7 separate regions of the Mus musculus genome follow, and all the other regions are linked to region 2. Evidence: chromatin contacts called from public HiChIP or PLAC-seq and promoter capture Hi-C data. All regions are on one chromosome and are shown on one strand. The core of a region is the stretch at or near the end of the contact, and the rest is flanking DNA. Distances in the headings are between cores, read along the strand shown.

Region 1 (3,152 bases), core at 541-3,040, 2.5 Mb before region 2:
ATCTGACTCCCTCTTCTGTATTGTAGATGTACATGCAGACAGAGGACCAACATTCAAAGAAATACATACATAAATAAAATATTTTTAAAGTTTAAAAACAACAACTACATTTGCAAATGTCACTCACATAAGGAGATGGTTCAGCCTGTAAGGTGTAAGTATGAGAACCTGAGGTTGATTCCCAGTAGGCCCATAAAAACCATGTGCAGCTATGCATGTCTATAAAACCCAGTGCTGTGGAAGGAGTTACAGAGACAAAATTTGGAGCTGTGACGAAAGGATGGACCATCTAGTGACTGCCATATCCAGGGATCCATCCCATAATCAGCTTCCAAACGCTGACACCATTGCATACACTAGCAAGATTTTATCGAAAGGACCCAGATATAGCTGTCTCTTGTGAGACTATGCCGGGGGCCTAGCAAACACAGAAGTGGATGCTCACAGTCAGCTATTGGATGGATCACAGGGCCCCCAATGGAGGAGCTAGAGAAAGTACCCAAGGAGCTAAAGGGATCTGCAGCCCTATAGGTGGAACAACAATATGAACTCACCAGTACCCTGGAGCTCGAGTCTCTAGCTGCATATGTATCAGAAGATGGCCTAGTCGGCCATCAGTGGAAAGAGAGGCCCATTGGTCATGCAAACTTTATATGCTTCAGTACAGGGGAATGCCAGGGCCAAAAAGGGGGGCTGGGGGGGGGTGAGTATGGGGGACTTTTGGGATAGCATTGGAAATGTAAATGAGGAAAATACCTAATAAAAAATTAAAAACAAAACAAAACAAAACAAAACAAAAACCCAGGCTGGGGAGGTAGAGACAGGAGTCTTGTGAGGACATGATGGATACCCTAACTAGATCGATCAGATCTCAAAAAAAAAAAAAAAAAAAGTGACAGAGGAATCAGTGGCAGACACATGCATGCACGCAGGCAGATATTTAAAACACCACTTAATCAAAACAGTAAAATGATGCAGGAATTTAAAAGCTATCAAATTGGTAACTAACAATTGCATATACCCATACTGATACAGTTTCTTCAAGAAAATAACATGAAATTACAAGAATATATAAAGTATTTTTAAAAGAAAGATTTATCTATTACTTTTTATTTATTTTTATTTGTTTATTTGTTTTCAAGACAGGGTTTTTATGTATAGCCCTGGTAGTCATGGAACTCACTCTGTAGACCACACTGTCCTCAAATTCACTGAGATCTGCTTGCCTCTTCCTCCCAAGAGCTGGGATAAAGGTGTGTGCCACCACCACCACCCACTAAAGAAAGATTTACTCATATACATGACTGTCTGTCTGGATGCATGCCTGTGTGTCTGGTGCCCTGGGAGTAGACTATATAGGTGCTAGAAACTGAACCTAAGTCCTCTGAAAGAGTAGTATGTACTCCTAACTGTGGAGACAACTCTCCAACCCCAAGAATATCTTAAATTAAAAAAATATAAAAGTTCACAAACAAGAAGGTTGAACTAACAGTTCAATCATAACTAAAGAACAAATAGAAAAGAAAACCCTTAACGAAATAGGGAAAGTCTGAAGTCAGCTGAAAAAACAAGTCTGCAGTCATTCTTTCCTTTTCCTGTCAAGCTTCCCCCATACCCTTCATTTTTACTTAATACTAGAAAGGTGTGGGAATTTCCAGCAAGCTGGCCAGCTGCAAGTTCCATAAATCGGCAAAGAAAGCCCCCCTTCCAAGGAAAGCCCCCCTAAGCAGCTCCAGGCGCCCGGCCTGACAAGCTTTCTGAGAAATACTATTCTGGCTGCAGACTTTCTGGCTCCACAGCCATTGTTTGCATGGCAGCTCTGCTCCTTATCCAGAGCCTGGATTAGCATAAGAATATCGTCTTTTCCTTTAACAAGCAACTCATCCATTTTCCTTCCCGAATTTTAACTTCTTTCCCAGCAGCCCTAACCCCAATGTGCACATGTACAACTGCAGCAGCGTTGGTCAGGGTTATTCTAGTCATGATTATTTTTCTAACAGTAAAAAGCCGATCTCATCCAAATCTGGAGAAAATATTTTGCTTCAAGAGCTGTGAGTGTATCTGTAACAACACAAACCTGGTTTAGCATCTAAGGAAAAGAAAATCCTTCAGTTTGAATATGAACAGGAGCTAACAGTCTCTGAAGCTGCTGGCAGCTACTCTGAGATAAGACCAGAAGACAAACCAGATCCTCAGAAATACTGACTGTGCAAGCAATCTTGTTTGAAGCCTCAATTACTTAGAACTTTTTGGTGAGGAGGCAGTAAACTGCCCGTTGTGGTGGCATATGACAGTAAGATTTGCTGAATGAGGCAGAGGCAAGAGCATCATGAGTTCCAGGTCAGCCTGGGCAGTAATTACGTACACCTTTGATCCCAGCTCTCAGGAGGTGGAGGCTGAGGCACACATATCTCAGTGAGCTTGAGGCCAGCCTGGTCTACAGAGTAAGTTCCAGGACAGCCAGGGCTACATAGAGAAAAACCCAGTCTTGCTAGCCCCAATTAAGTGTTTTCTTTTGTAAGAGTTGCTGTGGTCACGGTGTCTCTTCACAGCAATAGAAACCCAAAGACATCCCCTCATTCTCCTGCCATCAAATCAATTGTTTCTACCTTCAGTTTGTATCCTGAGCCTACACACTTCGCACTAATTCCATTGTTCTCTAATTTAAGACACTAGCAACCTTTACTTGGATGATTGGAACAGTCTTATAAATGGTCTACAAATACTTTTATACACCACATATTCACCACACAGGCAGAGCAATCCTAATTATGTTGGGGTAAACCACACCTCTGTTTAAAGACCTCCAGTGATAGCCTGGTTCTCCCAGAGTAAAAGCTTAAGTCTAGAGATGTCCACCAGTCTCCAGTTCCTCTTCTACTCCAGCTGCACTACCCACGGCTCTTCCTTAAACAAGACACAAAAGCCTTTGCTCTAAGCCTGGCACATGTATAGGACTGCCACCTGCATCCTTTCCCCAGGATATAAGAAAAGATGTATTGCTACTTGGTCCCTGAGCTAATTGAAAAACAAAACAACAACAACAAAACACTTGTCTTACTCAGTGATCCTACCCTATCCTATTCAAACTGTAATGGCACTGCTACTTGAAAGCTTTCCTGTTATCCCCAGCCAGGCTTTTTTCTTTAGCA
Region 2 (3,036 bases), core at 304-2,803:
TCTGGCTTTCTTGTTATGACGTATTAAAGAAACAGAACAAATTACAGGTTAAGGGTTGTTAAGTATTTTTAACCTAGAGACTGAGGTCAGTGTTGCTGAGAACAAGGAAGAAAACCACCATATAAGAGAAGAGCAATGCACTCTAACAAATTAAGAGAGACAAACATTAATAAAGTCTGGAAAGAAGACTGACTTCATCCAATGCAAACCCTTCATCAACGTTTACATCCCTTACCAATTATACACTATACATTTTAACGCATACTTTATAGTTATCCTTTGCATTAAATTTGATTCCAGTTTTTTAATCTAAATGATGATACTTTAATCAACTGTCTAAATACATATGTCTCACTAATACTTAATGTTCTTGACCCCCCCAAAAAAAATGCTTTTTCAAACGGCTACTCTGAAAAAAAAAAAAAAAGGTAAATGCTTATTCTCATTCATAACCGTCCTCCCCCAGCTTGGGTTTTTTGAGACAAGGTCCAGGTAGTTTTTGCTATTCTGAAGCTTGCTATGTAGACTAGGTTAGCCTGGAACTCACAGAAATCCACCTGCCTCTGCGTCCTGAATGCCAGGATAAAGGCGTGAACCACCTGGTTTTTCTCTCTCCTTAAGTGAAACAGGGCATTCCAATCTTGAACGGCGAAGAGTCTGTGCACTAGTCATTTCCATGGCTAAGGCCTATTTTATGATCAGCAAACCTAATTGGCTAGGTAGCCAGCAAAGATGAATTTGCAATTATTGAAATTCAAAATCAGGCTTTACGAGCAACGACCACCTCAAATGGATTGCCCCCTCCCTTTACTTTGTCAAGAAAGTAGGTACATTTTTAAAAAAAATGTATAAAAATAGACGTCCAAAAGAGGGAGAGGAGGGGCGTAAAGCACCTGAACCTACAGACGCCCCGTAATCCACCAAAGTTCTCAAGACGTGTTTTAGGGCGTGTCTTTGTTTTGACTCAGTGATTTAAAAAAAAAAAAAAAAAAAAAATCCCACTCATTCCGGGCTCTCAGGTACTTTCCCTCACCAACGCGAGCATCCAGGCTTTGAAATCCCAGGGCATCTCTGCCTCGCCCTGATTTCCCGGTGCAGGAAGGCTGCAGCCCGGGCATCCCGCGGCCCCTTCCCGTCACAGCACCACCGAGCAGGGGCATCCGGCCTGCCCGCTGCACAGCAGGCGGCTCGGGAGAGGGGGCGGGGGCTCCGAGGGTCGTCCCAGAGCGCTGCTGGCCAAGGACACCCGGCCCTCCGTCCGCCCGCGCTGCGCCCCGGAGCCAGGCAGCCTCGGGCGCCCCGAGACCCCGGCCCTGACCCCCGACTCTCACCGTGCGGAGGTCGCGTTGCCTCCTCGGCCGCGGCCCGGCTGCCGGTCGCCCAGCGACCTGCCCGCCCGAGGATGGGAGAGAGGCGAGAGGCAGTTCCGTCACATCCCGGTCTGTCCAGCCGCCTGCCCCGCAGCAGCCAGCATCGCCTCCTCGGCCTGCGGGAGCGCCGGACTTCACCGACGCCGCGCCCCCTCCCTAGGCCGGCACCCTCCTGGACTCCGCCCTCCAGGGCCCTCGCACTACGCGTGCGCGGCCCCGCCTCCCGGTCTGTCCTTGCGCAGGCGCGAGTCTCACTGGACTAGACCCCGCCTCCGGGCCCGCCCCAACCTCGCGCCAGCCGTTCGCAGGCTCCGCCCTGATCCACTGACCTTGCCTTTTTACCCCCTGACTCAGGTCTTTTCCTGGCTTGAACCTTTCACTCCGGTCTCTTGGCTGGATTCAAATGTGCAGCTTGACCACAACCAAACCTGTCAGCTCCGGCTCCAGTCTGACAGGAGTGATCTGAACACTGGAGCAAGCATGACTTCCCCACTTTACGTCTTGTTTTGGCCTGACTGTGGCTGGCTATGCCTCAGCCGTGCATACTGAATCTGAGCGGAGATTGCGATAAAACACTGAGAGCTGAGAATTGGAGCTATTTTATGAGGCTGTGGATCCCAATCCCATTCCAAATGCCATCTCTCCCTCCTTCCTAGATGGTCAGACAAGTCGTTGAGAGTCACCATCATGAAAGCCTTCAGTATCTGGCTGTCTATTAAAAGCATTGACGGTGATATTTATCTGACCCTAGACTGCCTAGTCTCCTCACTAGCCCTAACAGCTCAACTGAAATTAATAATATTGAAAGAGAACTTGGAAAGTCTCCACCTGTCCTCCAGACCACTAACATAACCACTGTGGTAGGGGAGGAGACACTAGCGCCCCTCAGGCCATCAGACTGTTGAAACATTATACTCCAAATAATGTTTTAAATTTTAGGTATTTTCATCCTGGAGAAATGGAAACAACACTGAAGGCCTAGCGCTATCCAGAGAAGGAGCTTGCCTCCCAGGATTCGTAGCTCTGACAACTTCTCAGACCACTTTGCAAGATAGACCGGAGTGAGCCGAAACAGTGCTAGGTCAGTCCTATCACACCTTAACCAGGCAGGAGTGCTCAATTTACAACTATCTCTAGCTCTCTATATAGACTTAAACCTCTGGTCAGTACTCCTGACGGTGGACTTGGTGATAACTGTACCCTTTTGCTTCCTCCAATTCCCTATGTGGCCATAATGAGTAAATTTCCTTTTTACCTGTTTCATTATTACTTGTCTCTTTAATTGGTCAATAGAATAATGATAGGGAGACTTAATTTTGTGGATGATAATGTGTATCTTTAAAGTGCTGGAAAAGACTAGGGCTTCATGCAGTATGTTTCTTTTTAGATTAAGTAAATCATTAAGAGAGCAAACACCAGTTCCAGACCTCAGATTCAAACACAACACTCATGCGATGAGGTTGCTAAATATGCTTTGGACTTTACGCTACAATCTAAATTGAGAGATGGAAAAGAAGTGGCTCTCCACAGCTTGTCCTTGGGAGCTAGGCAAGATGCAACTGTTCCAATAGGCTCTATAAAGAATCTGGGAGGGGGCAGGGTGATCTTTCCATTCCCCAAACCAGGAAGAGCTTTGCTTCTCAGAACTGCTTGGCTGTTGTCTTGT
Region 3 (2,987 bases), core at 355-2,854, 2.7 Mb before region 2:
TATGGTTACGTTACACGACATTATTTTAGACAAAGAAGTAAGTTGTGAGAATGAAGTAACTCTTCTAAGATTACAGAACTACTAGAAAAAGCTTCAAACTCTGATGCAAATTACTAAATGGGTATTATTTTCTTAACCTGCCATAAAATTAAAGAAAAATAACGAAGAAGATGAGGTAGACCATCTCAAGGACCCCCAACACGAAAAGTTTATGACTGAAATAATCTTAGAACAGAAAGGGCGAAGAGAAACACCAATTTGGATTAAAAATGCTTTTAGGAACTAGAAAGATGGATCAGCAGATAAAGTACTTACTAATCTTGTACAGGACCCAGGTTTGCTTCCCAGTACCTTCCCAGCACCCACATAGTGTAACTCCAGTTCACAATACTACACTTATATGCATGCAGGCAGGCAAGCACTCATACACATAAAATAAAAATAAATCTTTGGTTTTTGATTTTTTGTTTTTGTTTTTTCGAGACAGGGTTTCTCTGTGTAGCCCTGGCTGTCCTGGGACTCACTCTATAGACCTGGCTGGCCTCGAACTCAGAAATTCGCCTGCCTCTGCCCCCTGAGTGCTGGGATTAAAGGTGTCCGCCACCATGCCCGGCAATCTTTGTGTTTTAGTATTAAAAAAATCTTGGGGGCTGGTGAGATGGCTCAGCGGTTAAGAGAACCGACTGCTCAAAGATCCTGAGTTCAAATCCCAGCAACCACATGGTGGCTCACAACCATCTGTAACAAAATCTGATGCTCTCTTCTGGAGTGTCTGAAGACAGCTATAGTGTACTTACATATAATAAATAAATAAATAAATAAATAAATAAATAAATATTTTTTTAAAAAACTTGAAAAGTGCTAATGTGAAACATCTGTAAGGTTATGGTAAGATTTGAGTTTGAGGCTAGCCTAGCCTACATAGCAAGATCTTGCTTGTCTCAAAAAAACAAACAAACAAAAAAAAAAAAAACACACCCAAAAAGCAGGCACTAAGGATGTAGCGGAGACTGCTTGAGTAGGTGCACAGGTCTCTGAACTCAGTCCCCAAGACCACATAAAGTGGTCATGGCAGCTAGCAGGTAACTACTACTGGGTGAAAGCAGGAAGATCAGACCACTAGGGTCACTCCATCATTCAGAGAGAGTTCCAGGCCTGCCTGGAATACACCCTGTCTCAAAAACAAAGACCTACCACAACTTAGGAGGAAAGTCATTGTGAATAAGAACACAAAATAGGTACAATTAGAAAAAGTAACAAGTAAATACAGTTTTTAACACCACAAATAGAAAACCCAATTCTAAAGTCTAATGATACAATGTATGAAGAAGCCATGATGAAACTCATTACTTTGGATGCTAACTTAAAAACCAAGTTCTACCCCAAAACATCATTATTTAAAAGACTGCAATCACTACTGTAGATTGACCCAGGCAACATTCCTGGAACCCATTCAGGGACGACTGACTTTTGAGTAAGTTTTGAAAAATAACGACGCCTACATCCAAACAACTTTGAGAAACCAGGGGGTTTAATATTAAAGCTGTTTGCTCACTGTGAACAGGAAACTGGGCTTGAGAGTGAGCATCCAGCTACCCTGGGTTTCAGTTCCGGCTCAGCTTGACCTCGAGAGTATAGGAACTAGCTTGCAGTAGAACTAGGAGGAACACCCTTTTTAAAAGGCCTTGATAAGATGATTTGTAATACCATTTCCCAGCATCTTTATCAACCTGGAAGACGCTGATATTCACTGTGAATTGCTAAGGTGGTGGAGGTAGGGTGCTGGAATATGTATCCGATTTCCCAAACTAATTTGATAATGGAATCTTTTTTATAGGACAACCTTCAAGAAAACTAATTAATGTGTTTTAAAATAAACAAATAAACAAGCACTTAGAAGGCTAACAGCAGAGCTAGGGACTACAGGCACCCCTGGGTGCAATTTATTTCAAACTGAAACACTTCATCACTGGAAAGAGCTCTTAAAAATCAGTAAGTAGTGGTACATGCCTTTAATAGCAGCACTTGGGAGCAGAAACAACAACAAAACCACAAAAAAACAAAAGAACAAACAAAACGAAACAATACAAAAAACTCAAAACTGTGAGTTAGAGGCCAGTCTAGTCTACATAGCTAGCTCCAGGTCAGCCAGAGCTACATTAATGAAACCCTGTCTTAAGATTTAAAAAAAAAAAAAAAAAAAAAATCAGGAAGTAAAGAAACTTACAGATTCAAATCAGGAAGTAGACAATTTCACACTCTGAGGAAATACCTAAAATGTACACTATTCCTAAGATTCCTCCTCAAGATAACACAGACAAGAGCTATTGCTGCAGAGAAGAGAGTCTTCCTGGGAGCTCCAGGGATGCTCCTTCCATGAGTCACACCCCACACACACCCCACCCGTCCCGGTGGGTTAGGGCTCTTCAGTGAAGCAGCGGCGGCCTGTGAGTCACCTGCAGTCCTCTAAGTATTTCCAGTAGATTCCAGTTCATCAGGCTGGATGCTGGTGGGATTATTGTTGTTATCTATTCAGATAAGTGGACATTTATTCTAAAAACAAAAACGAAAAGTTCTAGAATAGCTAGAGTGAGGTTGTCTCTCTCTTTTTTTTTTTAAGAAAGAAAAAGAAAAAGCACAACAACAAAAAGAACTCTTAAAAAAATACAAAAATGCCATCACTAAAATATCTAAAAAGGAGGGTGAGAGAGAAAGACTATAATCAGAATATATTATATTTAGAACAACTATTTAGTTCTTGCTTAGCATGCTTGAAGCCCTGGGTTCCATCCTCAACACCACATTAAGAAACATGTACCTGTACCCCAGCACTGGGAAGGAGAGGCAGGGAGTTCAGAAATTCAAGGTCACCCTCTGTTTACACTGCGAGCTGGAGGGCAGCCTGAGTTACTTGAGACCAGTCTCTAAAAAGGAAGCTGGAAGGCAGGAGGAGGAGGGATAGAGAGCTCAGAGGGTGAAAGCATTTG
Region 4 (3,013 bases), core at 213-2,712, 2.3 Mb before region 2:
CTGTAGTCCTGGCTGGCCTCAAACTCATGATCCTCCTGCCTCAGCCTCCAAAGTTCTGGGATTACAGTCATTCACCAGCATTCTTGGCTAGTTTAGAACATCCTAAAAGGATAAAAATTTTGTCCACTTGGGATCTCATATTTATTAATTGATTTTTTTATTTTATTTTTATATGTAAGTACACTGTAGCTGTCTTCAAATGCACCAGAAGAGAGTGTCAGATCTCATTACGGATGTTTGTGAGCCACCATGTGGTTGCTGGGATTTGAACTCAGGAATTTCGGAAGAGCAGTCAGTGCTCCTAACCACTGAGCCACCGCACCAGCCCAGATCTCATATTTATAGCATGTTATTTATTTTTTTAAAAAAAAAGTAAGAACAGGTTTTTCAGACACATAGAAAAACACAGAATAAAAAATAAAAAGAATGAGAGGGAGAGAGGGGAGAAGGGGAGCAGGAGGGAGGGAGGGAGAGAGAGATCTAGATCTGCAGATTCAACAGACATTAAACATAGTGAAACTGGAGAGACAGCTCTGAAGTTAGTTATGAGTCCTTGCTGTAGAGGACCTGGGTTCAAGTCTCAGTACGCCACATGGTGGCTTATAACTCTTTGTAATTCTGGCTCCAGGCCACCTGACACCCTCTTCTGGCCTCCTCAAGCATTAGATTAAAAAACAACAATAGCCACCCAAAACCAACCCAAGTGAATTGTAAAATGTGAGCGAGGGTTCCTGGAAAGAAGCCCTGTCCGCAAAGACTGATAGCTGATTAGAATGGCAGGAATGTGGAGAAGGTTGGAATGTTGCAGGTCCAGGGCTAATTACACCTTATCTTGGACTAGCTTAACCCATGTCTCTTTTCTTCAGGCAAAGCCTAAACAATCCCAAATACGATGAACATACTATTAAGGTCTGAGGTAGACATCTTTTACGTTTATTACAAAAGGAAATGCTGGGGCTGGAGAGATGGTTATGAAGGCTCACTGCTCTTGTGGAAGGACCCCAGTTCAGTTCCCAGCATCCACATTAGGCAGCTCACAGTGACCTATCTAACTCGTTGTTCTTTATCGCTCTAGGGGATCTAACACCACCATTAGGTCATGTCTCAGGCATCTGCACTCATGTGCTCTTACATGCAGGCAGACATTACGTTACATAAATGCATTCAAAAAGAATTTTGAGTGTGGCAAGCAGAGGCCCTGCCTTAGTGACAGGGAATCTAGACCATGGTGGCCACTGATACACTAGTCCCAGAGGAGACATCGCTGACTAAAGCAAAGAGAAAAAAAAAAGAATATTAGATGTTTCTGTTTCTCCATCTATCTTAGAATTTCATTATTCAAGATCTTAGTCAAGGTCAAGAGAAAGAAGAGCAAAGTCAGACGCTGACAGAGGGAGAAGACCAAGGAGCTGGAGCTGGATCAAAGCCAGCGCTGACGCAGGAAGAGGCTATGCTGGAGACTGCGTGCTCTGATAAAATAAAAGCCGGCTTCGTGATAAGCACCCAGCTTCCAACAGACAAGAAGACACGAGTCCAGAGATAAACACCCCAAGAGACACAGCCTGAGGATCACAGTGACAAAGAACATTCCGATAAGGGGTGAGGACAACGAAGTCCTTCTGAAACTCTAACTCAAAGGAAGGCAGAAGTCACTCAAGACCCAGGCCTGAGAAAGGCCATTGTGGTAGAAGCAGGAGTTGTGGCAGCACAAGAGTTAAAGCACACGGGGAGCTTGGCAAGACCACAGACCCCCACATACGGAGGAATGGGTGTCACGTCTTCAATGCATGGAACAAATACAGGTTGAGAAAGAGCACCGAGTTATTTGATTTTATGACTTCCTGTCCTGGTGTCAGTTCCCTGTTCACGTGCAGGGGTGTGGTTTTTGATGTTAATTTTTCCCATTAAACTTGACGGGACTGTACAAGGACAATAAATAAAAAGGTGAGTAAACAAACAAATAATGGGGCTGGAGGTGATGGCTCCGTGGTTAAGAGCACTGGCTGCTCAACCACATGGTGGCTCACAACCACCTGTAGTGGGATCTGATACCCTCTTCTGGTGTGTCTGAGGACAGCGATAGTATATTCACATACATAAAATAAATATGTAATTAAAAATAAATAATAAAAATAAAAGGCAGATGATCTCTTAAAACAGAAAGTAAGTAAGAAAGAAAGATTTGAACAGAGAATTAGAGAGAGGGACCTGGGTAGATGGCATCAGGAAGATGCTTGCCTTCAAACCTGATCATCTATCTGTAAGCCACCTCCCTTGCATCCACGTGATGGAAGGAGAAGACTGACTCTCACATCTCCCGACACACGTGCAAATGTATGTACAAAACAAACAAACAATGTATTTTTCCAAAACAATGAATTGATTTTTAGAGAAAAATATACATAGATCCAAGAGTGGACTTGAGGGCCCAAGAATAAGCTCTCTCATCCATGGTCAGCAGAGGTTGGTGCTCTGTCGGGACAGTGTCTGGAGAGATGGCCTAGTGGTTAAGAGTGTTGGCTGCCCTTCGTGGAGGACCGGAGATTGGTTCCCAGGATCCACTTGGAGGCTCACAGCCATGGACGGCAGGTGTATTGATGGTGCACATATGTAAATGTAAGCACTCCAGTCACTCATACACATTAAATAAAATAAATCTCTTTTAGGTGTTGAGGACAATTCAATGAAATAGGGTGGTCTTTTAAACAAGCAGGTATTGTGGAGAATCGGATATCCACACACAGGAGGATGAGGCTGGATATTCATCTTATGCCCTACAGGAAAATGGGCTCCAGCTGGATTCTTTATTTTTTTAAGATTTATTTATTTCATGTATGTGGGTACACTGTTACCGTCTTCAGACACACCTGAAGAGGCATGTCGTTGCTGGGAATTGAACTCAGGAGCTCTGGAAGAGCAGTCAGTGCTCTTAACCGCTGAGCCCTCTCTCCAGCCCTGGATTATTTTTCTAAGTGGAAGATCTGTGAGTATGACACTCCTAGGAGAAAACATG
Region 5 (3,186 bases), core at 562-3,061, 2.1 Mb before region 2:
GCCTCCCTCCCACCCACGGGAGGGAGGCTTTTTCTCTCTTCCGCGCTCACCATGTCCCCTCATCATAGAACAGTGCTCTTTGATGTCGCATAGCCCCATTACCCCTCTGGTCAGCTGAGACACTGCCTAACAACAGCTTCCAGGACCCTTCTGGCCTCTCTGCACAGACTCCTCGCCAACCCTTTAAAAGCTGAATTTGCCAGTGACAACTCAGTGGCTGGCAGCTTCACACACACACAAATGCACGTTCCCCACACAGTTCTTTCTTCTCTTCCTGTTTTGGCTCACTAGCAGCACCAAATGCCTGCAAGCTTCTCCTCCCTAAGTAGCCTTTGGAAACTATCTTCTTCTTTCAGAATCCATAGCTGCCTTTCTCCCTTAGGCTGGGCCAGAGCCCAGGCCCAAAGCTCCTCAACTGTCCTCTCCACATTTTTTAATGACCTGTATGGCCGTCTACCTTTCCTACGGTGCTGGGAGCTCTAGGCAAAGCTGAGCCTATCTTGGTTCTTTGAACCCAGTGCTCATCCTGGCGCCCAGTTCTGCCAGACTCAGCTGGACCCGGTTTCCGAAGGAATCAGAATCCTGGAGGGCTCAACTGTTTCCCTGAAATCTTAGGTGTGTTAAGTGGAGCCTCGTCCAACTAGGACCTGGGTGAGAGAATTGAGACCGGATTGCGACCTCGCCCCCCCCCCCCCATCTCTCAGCAGCTTCACGGGGGTGGTCAGCCAGAGTCAGGGAACCCGGAGGCGGCGGGAGCCCCGCTCTGCTTCCGCGGCTGGGAGCGAGCTTTCCTCCCGGGCTCGCTCTAGAAGGCTTCGTACAGGTCGCTGTCTGAGAGCGCCGGCCGCTTGGAAGGCTCCTCACGTCCAGGCGCCGCGGTCACGGCTGCGCCGGTTTCCGGCCATGAATTGGGCTTCAGAGTCTGAGCCTCCTGCCCGACTCCGGGCTCAGTGCACCGCCCCGGGGGCGGGGGATGGACGCCCGCCGAAATCTACCCGGACAGCCAGGGTTCGAGCCCGCCGCCCGCCCGCTAAGCATCCCGATGCCTCCTGGCTCGGTGCCCCGGTCTGTAGTCTCTTTGCAGGCTGCATGAGTCGGGGGTCGGGTTCCGAGACCCCCTGATCCGTTCTGGTCAGGGACAGGACTGCAAAATCTCGGCTGAAGTCCCCCAGCGCCAGCGAGTTCCGAGTTCCCCCTCCCCGAGGGTAGTCGATGGCTGTGCCTACTCCGTTTCTCCAGCGAACCCAGAGGCCGGGCCCACACGGCCAAGCCTAGGCTCGCCGCAGACAGACCAAGTCCCCACCGTGGTGCCGTCCTCGTAGCATCCCCCGGCCGGGAGCGCGGAGCACCGGGCGCCCCCTCCGAGCGGGCGAGCGGCGCGCGGCTAGGCTAAGGCTCCGCAGTCACGTGGTGGAGAGGAGGGCGGAGGGGAGGGAGGCGGGCGGGAGGGGAGGGGGAGCGCCGCCGAGGGGGAGGGGGAGGGGAGGGGGCGTCCTCCGCAGTTCGCTCCTCGCCTGGGCTCAGACACATAGCCAGCCCGGAGCCGCCGCGCGGGCCGGGCCGCCGCCGCCTCTGCCTCTGCCGCCCCCAGAGCCGCTCGAGCCGCTGGAAGCGCCGCCGCCACAGCCGCGGGCCGCCCCCGCCGCGCCGGCCTGGGCTCGGGCTGCGAGCGCCGCCGCAACCGCAACCAGAGCCGGCGCGGGAGCCCGAGAGCGCTGGGCTGGGCTGGGCTGGGTTGGGGCGGGCGCAGGGCGCAGGGGCGGGAGCGCGGGGGAAGACGCACGGGCGGGCTCGGCTCTCCCGGGGAGCGGCCCGGGACTGCACCGGGACCGGCGCCTCCCCGCTCCGCGCTGCCCTCGGCCTCGCCCCGGGCCCGGGCGGATGAGCCGCGCGCCGGGGGGACATGGAAGCGTTGACGCTGTGGCTTCTTCCCTGGATATGCCAGTGCGTTACGGTGCGGGCCGACTCCATCATCCACATCGGTGAGCTGGGAGAGCAGACGGACCGAGGCTGGGCGGGGGCCACCTAATAGAGCCGATGATGCGCGGAGTCCAAACTTAGCGGCTCCCCGGGCCGAGGGGCTCGGCAGTCGGTGTTCCCCCGAAGGCCCGCGCCGCCCCGCGGAGGAGCTGTGCTCTGGCCGCTCGGCGCTCCTGCGGGCACCTCGCTACTCCCCGGGGCTCCTGTCAGTGCGCGGGGCCCCGCGGCCTCTGCCGACACTTAGGGCCGCGGCTGCGGGGAACCTGGGATAGACCCTTGTCGAGATGCGTGCCCCTGGCGGGGCTGTCCGCGGGCTGGACCCCTCGTCACAGCTTGAACATTGGGGCCAGGGTCGGATAGGGCTCGGGGCTAGCTAAGTTGGCAGGGCAAGATCAAAGAGGCCAAAGCGGAACCATGTGTGTCTGTGGATGGGTGCTGTCAGCGTGCCAGTGTGTATGCACCTGGCACGGGGTTGGTGTCACTGTGAGAGGGCGTTGGGGTGTGTGGGGCCATCTGAGCTTCTCAGTGCGACTGTCGCGTTCTGTCAGCCTGTTAGAGTGGACACAGTGCTTGCCCGTTTCTCGGTGTGTGTCTGTGTAGCTCTCGGTGTGTGTGTGTGTGTGTGTGTGTGTGTATCTGGTTGTGGCAACTGCAGCCCAATCCTGGACAGTCCTAGAGTTTCTGCCTGATATAAGTCTTGGGGCCAGCGTACAGTGTGGATGGTAGGGGTGAACGGAAGGAGCATGGATAGTGGGGTGGGGGGCGCTGGATGGAGAGGAAGAAGAGGAAAAGCAGAGGAAGGGGAGACCGGAGGAGGGGTAGTGATCAGGAGTTTGGAGCAGAATGGCTGGGATCTCGAGAAGTTGGGCCCGGTTGGGGGACTAACAGCGGTCGCTTATGGGGGAGCCCCTCTGCAGTCGCCTTTCCGGAAGTTGGGAAAGACCAGCTAACACGGATAAACTGGGGGTTGGGAGGTGTGAGGAAACGTGGCTGATGTTACCCGCGGAGCAGAAGGTGGAGGGGATGACAGGGACAGAGTCTCTACTCCAAGGGCTGCGGCCTCCCCTCTGGTGCCGGTGCCGGGCCAAGATCCAAACGTGCTTCCCGCCCAGGAGCCAGAGTGGGTCTCGCGGTCAGCATTGCGGCTCCAGTATAGTGAGGAATTCGGGAGCCGAGTCCTTTTCCTACCCAGCTCTCGGCTCCAGG
Region 6 (3,185 bases), core at 161-2,660, 2.5 Mb before region 2:
GAGAAAGAAATACTGCTTTCTTCCATAGAATTAAAAAGGCCATGGTGGAGGAGAAGCCGAGAAACTGATTCAAATGAAAGATAAGCATAGAAGGAGCACGTATGAAGCTTAGGGTGCAGAAGTTAATGTACTCTGAAAGACCCTGGATTCAATCTCCAGCACAAGAAGGCGGGGAGGGGGGCTTTAATTCCTAATGGTACTATTGAAAGCTAAAAGATTTCTACTACATTGAGGTCACCATAGGTTGGTTCCTTAAGTCACTGACTGACTCGGGAGGGACAAAAGTTTGTTTTAGAAAAAGCTGTGTTTTAAATCTTTTTTAGATTTATTCGTTTTTATTTTATATGTATAATTCTTTTGCCTGCATATATGTATGTGTACCACATGCATGCCTGGTACACTAGGTCAGAAGACAGTGTCAGAACCTCCAGAACTGGAGTTACAGGTAGTTGTCAGCCACCATGCAGGTGCTTAGAAGTGAACTTGGGTCCTCTAAAAGAACAATCAATACTCTTCAAGAATGAGCTAACTCTGCAGACCCAGAGAGATCTACTTTAATTGCTTATTAAACACCCAAGTGAAGTAAGGCAGCATTTTCAAAGTGTTCAGGTCATAGATTAAAATAAAAGCCATTAAAGTCATGATGTCAAATAAAATTACCAAAACTATGTATGAGTACCGAGGCTTACAGACTGGACCCTTGCAAGTATACTGTCCTCGAGCCTGGTGTGAAAATAGCGTTTCAAGAGGAAACTGTTAGGAAATCAACAGTTCCAGGATGAGAAATGATGCTTTCTCAATGGTTGTTTAGCAGGAGGCTGGGACCAAAACCTGATTCAGGTTGGCTCGTGAGTAAAGAGAAGGTGACAAACTCACAAGTACAGGCTGCGGCAATACTCTGGTTATTGTCCTGCCCACTCAATGCATATATACATCTTCCATACATACATACATCAAAACTACAGATATTTCTTTAGGGATGGGGTCACAGGAAAAAAGAATAAGCAACAATGAGAGGAGAAAGTAGAATCCCAGGAATGGTTTTATGTTTGTTTTGTTACTGTTATTTGGGTTTTTGTTTGCTTTTCAGGGAGCAATTGGTCAAGGTTTATTTCTGGCAAACCAGAAAGAGAAAGTGGCAAAGTGAAACCTTCAGAGTAGAGAGCAGACAGAGCTAAAAGTTAAGTAGCTATAGCCAGAAAAGTTGTTTTTAAGGAGAGATAAATCATAGTATGTTGGTATTCAGATGAGAACTGTTCTGTGGAATATGAGAATGAGGGAGGGGATGAGGCTGAGGCCCAATGGGAGTTCTGAGTACTCGCTAAAAGCAAATGTGGTTCACTCCACACCATGTGCTGGGGAACAGAGAGGATAACTGTCAGTGAGTTCTCGATTTCAGAGGCAGAGGACTGTTAATACTAGAGGGCAAGAGCCAAAGGGCATGATGTCCAAAACTGAAATGACTGAAGAAATTACAATTGCGCTACTGTTATAATATAACGGACCTAAGGGATCAGTATAGGTGGCTGAGATAAGGCACCAGAAGCTAGAGAAAGGTCATAGAAGTGATGCAAGAAGCACCTACCTAGGGAAATTAGAAAAAGGTCGTATTGGAGACAGGAAGCCATACAAGACACATTCTTCACAGAATAGAGGAAGCAAGGGTCAATGGAAAATTACAAGGAATATCATCTGACAGTGTAAGATTTTTTAAAGCCATGGTTTTTGTTTGATATGTTAAAATGAGAGGGTGGTTTCAGAATGCAGCAAACCAAAGCAAATGAGGACAGCTCACTTTAAAGTTTAAAGCAAGTAAGCGCAGCTGTAGAGATCACTAATCAAAGACAATGGCTTCGTGGTTTTAAGTGTATGAATAGTTTGAGTAGGTAGCCTTGGAGGTAAGAAGGTGGCATCAGATCCCCTGGGCTGGAGTTACAGGCAGTTTTAAGCTAGATGGTGGGTGCTAGGGGGGGAAAAATCCCATTTTCTAGAAGAGCAGCTCTTATTTAACTCTTTAGCCCTCATATTACTTTTTTCCCCCTTACGCTAACTTTAGAGAAAGCCTCTTTCAATTTCTCTTAATATACTTTTTCGAATTCTTCTAGCAGGACAACAGGGCTTCCACCTTCCAGATTCCAGGCTACTCAGTGCTACATGCCCTCTGACTATAAACTTCTTTTTAAGTTTGTTTTTATACTGATGGGCACCAGAGTATAGTTTTGGCTCTCTAAGTGCACTCAAAAAGCAACCAGACTTTGTTTGTCACTGACCCTTCAAAACAACGGATTTTTTCTGTGGAGGTAAGCAGGAAACTGAAAGCTTTATCTTCCAGAGCGTTCTCACCATTCAAAGCATGTCTGGGATGGAAACTGCCCAGTAGGCCAAAGATCAGCAGGCACAAGTAGCAAATGAAGCAACTGGTGAAAGTCCCAACCAGCTATTTCTGGCCTATAGGAAACCTGTTCACTATATTCATAGTCCAGTCACCTAATAGTAGTTTCTCAGTTGGCCATCTTGATTTTTTCTTAGGTACACTGTATACCTGGCAACATACATTGGTAAATACTATACTCTCTATACACTCTTGACTTTCCCCTCAAAAAAAAAGGACACACTCACACACACTTTTAAAACCCATGGAGGCTAGAGGTATCAGATCCCTCTGAGGCTGGAGTTACAGGTGGTTGTGAATCTCGGATCCCTTTGCAAGAGCAATAAATGCTATTAACCACTAAGCAATCTCTTCAGCCTTATACCTTTTCTTTAGCTTCTAATATTCCAATAGCTAAAGCTTCTATTAGTAACAATGGCATTAAAGATGCATTCATAGCCCAGCAGTGGTGACACATGCTTTTAATCCCAACATTTTTAGAGGCAAAGGCAGGTGGATCTCTTAGTTCGAGGCTGACCTGGTCTACAGAGCGAGTTCCGGGACAGCCAAAGCTACACAAAGAAACCCTGTCTCAAACACCCAAGAGAAATGAAGGAAGGAGGGAAGGAGGGAGGGAGAAAGGAAGGGAGGGAGAGAGGGAAAGAGCAACCAGTAGGGGCTAATACTCATACTCAATTTCATTTACTTTTTTTTTGTCTTGAACTAAACTGGTCTTCCTAATACAGTGTAAATGATACTATAGTTTCGAAATGTAAAATTACCCTTCAACCCTTGGGTGGCTTTAGTCTAGAGA
Region 7 (2,864 bases), core at 255-2,754, 2.2 Mb before region 2:
ATATATGTAGATGCTGGGAATCAAACCCAGATTCTCTGGTAAAACAGCTAGTGTTCTTAACTGCTGAGCCATCTTTGTAGCCCCTATTTTAGGAGTTTATTATATTTTTTTTCATACATAAACACACACACACACACATTTTTTATATATATATATATATATATATGTGTGTGTGTGTGTGTGTGTGTGTGTGTGTGTGTGTGTGTGTGTGTGTGTGTGTGGAGGGGCGCTGGTTTTGCTAATAATCAAATAAAAAAAGTCACCTTTCCTGGAATTTGCCCCATAATTTATCACAAATGATAAGTTTTAAAGATTTAGTTAATTTTTGTCTTCTAATTTACCTTTGTAGCATGGAGAATTTTCTTTCATCTTTCTGTTTTATAAGCACCTCTGTGTGTAGAGTCTGTCTATATATTTAATTAACTGTGCAGTTTATTTCAAACCTTTCTCTGCATTTTCAAAACTAAATATTCACAGATGTTTCTTTGTACCTTTGGCTTTGGCTAGCTTTGTTGTTTCCCCTTTGTTTCTGTGGGTAGGGTGGTATGGAGTGGGGAATTGACCCGAATGTTTCTGCACAATAGGTAAGTGAATGTGGACTGGAAATGACGTATGAATTTTGGGGTCCTTTGTAGATGACTACGGGATATGTAGCAGAGCCAACAGCATCAAGTGAGTTACAGTATCATTTTTTACCAGCTTGACTGTTTTTAATCTGTTTCTTCAGATCAATGTAACTACAGTAAGGGAATATCTTCCAGAAGGAGATTTCTCCATAATGACAGAGATGCTTAAAAAGTTCTTAAGCTTCATGAATCTTACGGTAAGTAACTTTTATTGTATATTGCAGTTTATATGAGTTTTTGATTATTTTCCAGACAAAGTCTTAACACTGTAGCCCAGGCTGGCAATCCACATGTTTCAGCCATTGGACCAGTGGGACCTGGCTAGTTTATGTGTTTTTCAATTTAAATGTAATACATCGAAGGTGAAAATAATAATCCCATAGTGTTGTTCTTCCCTGTGGCAAAATAGTTAACATAAGCAGCTTACAGAAGGTACATTTTGGTTTATAGTTCTAAATTTTTGTGTGTGTGTTTTTTTTTCTGTTTGTTTTTGTTTTTTTGAGACAGGGTTTCTCTGTGTAGCCCTGGCTGTCCTGGAACTCACCCTGTAGACCAGGCTGGCCTCGAACTCAGAAATCCGCCTGCTTCTGCCTCTCAAGTGCTAGGATCAAAGGCGTGCGCCACCACCACCAGGCTAGTTCTAAAATTTTTAGTCATGTGTGGCAAGAGCAGCGTGGAAGAGCAGAGTGGCCAGCTAATAGAGAATGCCTGTGTATCTGCTTTCTCCTTTTATTCCAGCTGTGCTTCTAGGCTGTGGGATGATGCCACCCACAAACAGAAAACTATTGTGGCAGAATGTTATATTACTAAGGCAATGATTTAATTTCAGTGTACTCTTTACTACGTAGACTTTGATACTTTTTTTTGTTTACCATTTTGTTAAGTATTAACTCTAATTTCTCTCCTTCCCCTCTTAGTGTGCTGTTGGAACAACAGGCCAGAAGTCTATCTCTAGAGTGATTGAATATTTGGAACATTGCTAGCTGCTTTACCTTTGCTTCAGGTGCTTGGTAATGCTGAAGCTATCCTTAGACAAAGAAAAGACATGAAAGAAGTCCTTGAAGATATACCAAGAACATTCATCAGTATCATTCATTCGTGTTTGGATTTTTATGATCACCCGATTTCTTCATCATGCATTCTGCGTTTGCTAAATGACAGTTACTACATCAATCTGCAGCTATCAAAAATGAGGGAAAAGGTTCAGGCTGTTAACAATCCCATGCAGTATTTAAATACACTTACTTGGCAGAGTCTATACCTGCCCCTGTTTCCTTGCTGTATTTCAGGCAAGGTTTAAAGAGGGCAATTTGTGCTGCTGTTAGTGCAACTGCTGTGTATGTTGAGCCACTGTTGTCATGCCAGTCAGGTGCAAAGGCAGCTTAGCTACTGAGGTATTGAATGTTCTGAGGACATTCTAGACAACAGCTTAGATCCTTTTTCAGGCTCATTTGCTTTTGCTTTTTGTTGAATGATTCCAATCGTAAATAAAGCTTTTAATAATTTTGTGAATTTTTTGGTTGTTGTTCCCTGAACTACTGTCTATATTTAAAATGAGATGGAATCCAAAGACACAAGGGATTAATAGTATATTTTTTTATTCTTGATTAGGTTTGGGTGTTGAACTATTTTTCACTTCTGAGACCATGACCATATTCAATGTCATACCATTATGTGTCATAGCTATAGGCACAAGAAAACAAATAGCAGTTTGAGGGAATATTATGTTATATAAGATAATGTGCCCTGTTAAAGGATTAAGCAAAAATAGACAAACCCAGGGTAGTTTACACTTAATGCTGGGGAGGCTCTTGAAACATTGTTACGTTTTGAGGGACGTTCTCTAGATATATTTTCTAATGTTCAGTTCAGTAAATATAATAAGGAAGCTAAAACACCAATGTGGAATCCGTTTTTCCAGATAGCGTGTATATTCTTCTATAGAGTGACAGGATCAATTGCATAAGCGCAAAGCCTTAAAATTGCTGGTGTAGAGAAGACCCTTTTTTATTCAGATTCTATGTTCATAGAGCAATTGTTTAGAAAATGGTTGTGGAACACACAGAACATGGTTTATAGGGTAAATTTCATAGATTGTTTTTTCTTTTTTTTTTTTTCTTTTTTTTTTTTGTATTGTTCAGACCACTGGTTATACATTTTCTCCTTTTTTTATTAATTGGCCTGAGGACAGGCTTTCCAGAGATGTTTCATTAATACTTTTAATTACCTTTCAGATAG

Evidence for each region. Promoter capture Hi-C pulls out the DNA fragments that hold promoters and counts their contacts. HiChIP or PLAC-seq counts read pairs in DNA pulled down with a chosen protein or histone mark.
Region 1: a contact with region 2 is called in a promoter capture Hi-C map of embryonic stem cells, with 5 times the contacts expected there. The contact joins the enhancer-like site here to the promoter of Ccser2 in region 2. A contact is called at or near these places in 5 of 39 promoter capture datasets (cranial neural crest, embryonic stem cells, hippocampal neurons and 2 more) and 1 of 9 other capture datasets (liver).
Region 3: a promoter capture Hi-C map of pre-B cells shows a contact between it and region 2, with 8 times the contacts expected there. The contact joins the enhancer-like site here to the promoter of Ccser2 in region 2. A contact is called at or near these places in 1 of 39 promoter capture datasets (pre-B cells), 3 of 484 Hi-C or Micro-C datasets (CD8 T cells and double positive thymocytes) and 1 of 9 other capture datasets (adipose tissue).
Region 4: an H3K27ac HiChIP or PLAC-seq map of extraembryonic endoderm stem cells shows a contact between it and region 2, with 8 times the contacts expected there. The contact joins the enhancer-like site here to the promoter of Ccser2 in region 2. A contact is called at or near these places in 7 of 39 promoter capture datasets (the C10 cell line, cranial neural crest, frontonasal cranial neural crest and 3 more), 1 of 115 datasets of contacts at active chromatin or transcription factors (extraembryonic endoderm stem cells) and 1 of 9 other capture datasets (embryonic stem cells).
Region 5: a contact with region 2 is called in a promoter capture Hi-C map of second pharyngeal arch cranial neural crest. The contact joins the promoter of Grid1 here to the promoter of Ccser2 in region 2. A contact is called at or near these places in 11 of 39 promoter capture datasets (the 3T3-L1 cell line, cranial neural crest, embryonic stem cells and 7 more), 4 of 484 Hi-C or Micro-C datasets (adipose-derived mesenchymal stem cells, cardiomyocytes and embryonic stem cells) and 5 of 115 datasets of contacts at active chromatin or transcription factors (astrocytes, embryonic forebrain, embryonic stem cells and 2 more).
Region 6: a promoter capture Hi-C map of liver shows a contact between it and region 2, with 5 times the contacts expected there. The contact joins the enhancer-like site here to the promoter of Ccser2 in region 2. A contact is called at or near these places in 5 of 39 promoter capture datasets (the 3T3-L1 cell line, cranial neural crest, hippocampal neurons and 1 more), 2 of 484 Hi-C or Micro-C datasets (both in liver) and 1 of 115 datasets of contacts at active chromatin or transcription factors (embryonic forebrain).
Region 7: a contact with region 2 is called in a promoter capture Hi-C map of liver, with 6 times the contacts expected there. The contact joins the enhancer-like site here to the promoter of Ccser2 in region 2. A contact is called at or near these places in 9 of 39 promoter capture datasets (the C10 cell line, cranial neural crest, frontonasal cranial neural crest and 5 more).

The regions. Positions count from the first base shown.
Region 1 is chr14:34,452,126-34,455,277 of GRCm38.p6, forward strand. The region is part of intron 2 of Bmpr1a (bone morphogenetic protein receptor, type 1A); the gene reads right to left. Among named protein-coding and RNA genes, the nearest start is that of Bmpr1a, 49 kb to the right of the region's middle. Within about 2 kb of position 1,791, at least 52 of the 459 cell types and tissues checked have an H3K27ac peak or open chromatin away from gene starts, as enhancers often do. A contact at or near this core is called in embryonic stem cells, where this site is marked.
Region 2 is chr14:36,967,211-36,970,246 of GRCm38.p6, forward strand. It overlaps Ccser2 (coiled-coil serine rich 2), which reads right to left and starts at 1,554. Exons shown (of 11, transcript NM_027045.1): 1 at 1,332-1,554.
Region 3 is chr14:34,294,932-34,297,918 of GRCm38.p6, forward strand. The region is part of intron 2 of Shld2 (shieldin complex subunit 2); the gene reads right to left. Among named protein-coding and RNA genes, the nearest start is that of Shld2, 14 kb to the right of the region's middle. Within about 2 kb of position 1,605, at least 121 of the 459 cell types and tissues checked have an H3K27ac peak or open chromatin away from gene starts, as enhancers often do. A contact at or near this core is called in adipose tissue and pre-B cells, where this site is marked.
Region 4 is chr14:34,622,154-34,625,166 of GRCm38.p6, forward strand. No RefSeq gene overlaps it. Among named protein-coding and RNA genes, the nearest start is that of Gm52113, 3.3 kb to the left of the region's middle. Within about 2 kb of position 1,463, at least 24 of the 459 cell types and tissues checked have an H3K27ac peak or open chromatin away from gene starts, as enhancers often do. A contact at or near this core is called in extraembryonic endoderm stem cells, where this site is marked.
Region 5 is chr14:34,818,325-34,821,510 of GRCm38.p6, forward strand. Grid1 (glutamate receptor, ionotropic, delta 1) reads left to right here and starts at 1,812. Exons shown (of 16, transcript NM_008166.2): 1 at 1,812-1,982. The coding sequence starts at 1,904.
Region 6 is chr14:34,487,696-34,490,880 of GRCm38.p6, forward strand. The region is part of intron 1 of Bmpr1a (bone morphogenetic protein receptor, type 1A); the gene reads right to left. Among named protein-coding and RNA genes, the nearest start is that of Bmpr1a, 13 kb to the right of the region's middle. Within about 2 kb of position 1,411, at least 32 of the 459 cell types and tissues checked have an H3K27ac peak or open chromatin away from gene starts, as enhancers often do. A contact at or near this core is called in liver, where this site is marked.
Region 7 is chr14:34,744,082-34,746,945 of GRCm38.p6, forward strand. Wapl (WAPL cohesin release factor) reads left to right here. Exons shown (of 19, transcript NM_001004436.4): 18 at 728-823; 19 at 1,544-2,864. The coding sequence ends at 1,609. Among named protein-coding and RNA genes, the nearest start is that of A930038B10Rik, 15 kb to the right of the region's middle. Within about 2 kb of position 1,505, at least 5 of the 459 cell types and tissues checked have an H3K27ac peak or open chromatin away from gene starts, as enhancers often do. A contact at or near this core is called in liver, where this site is marked.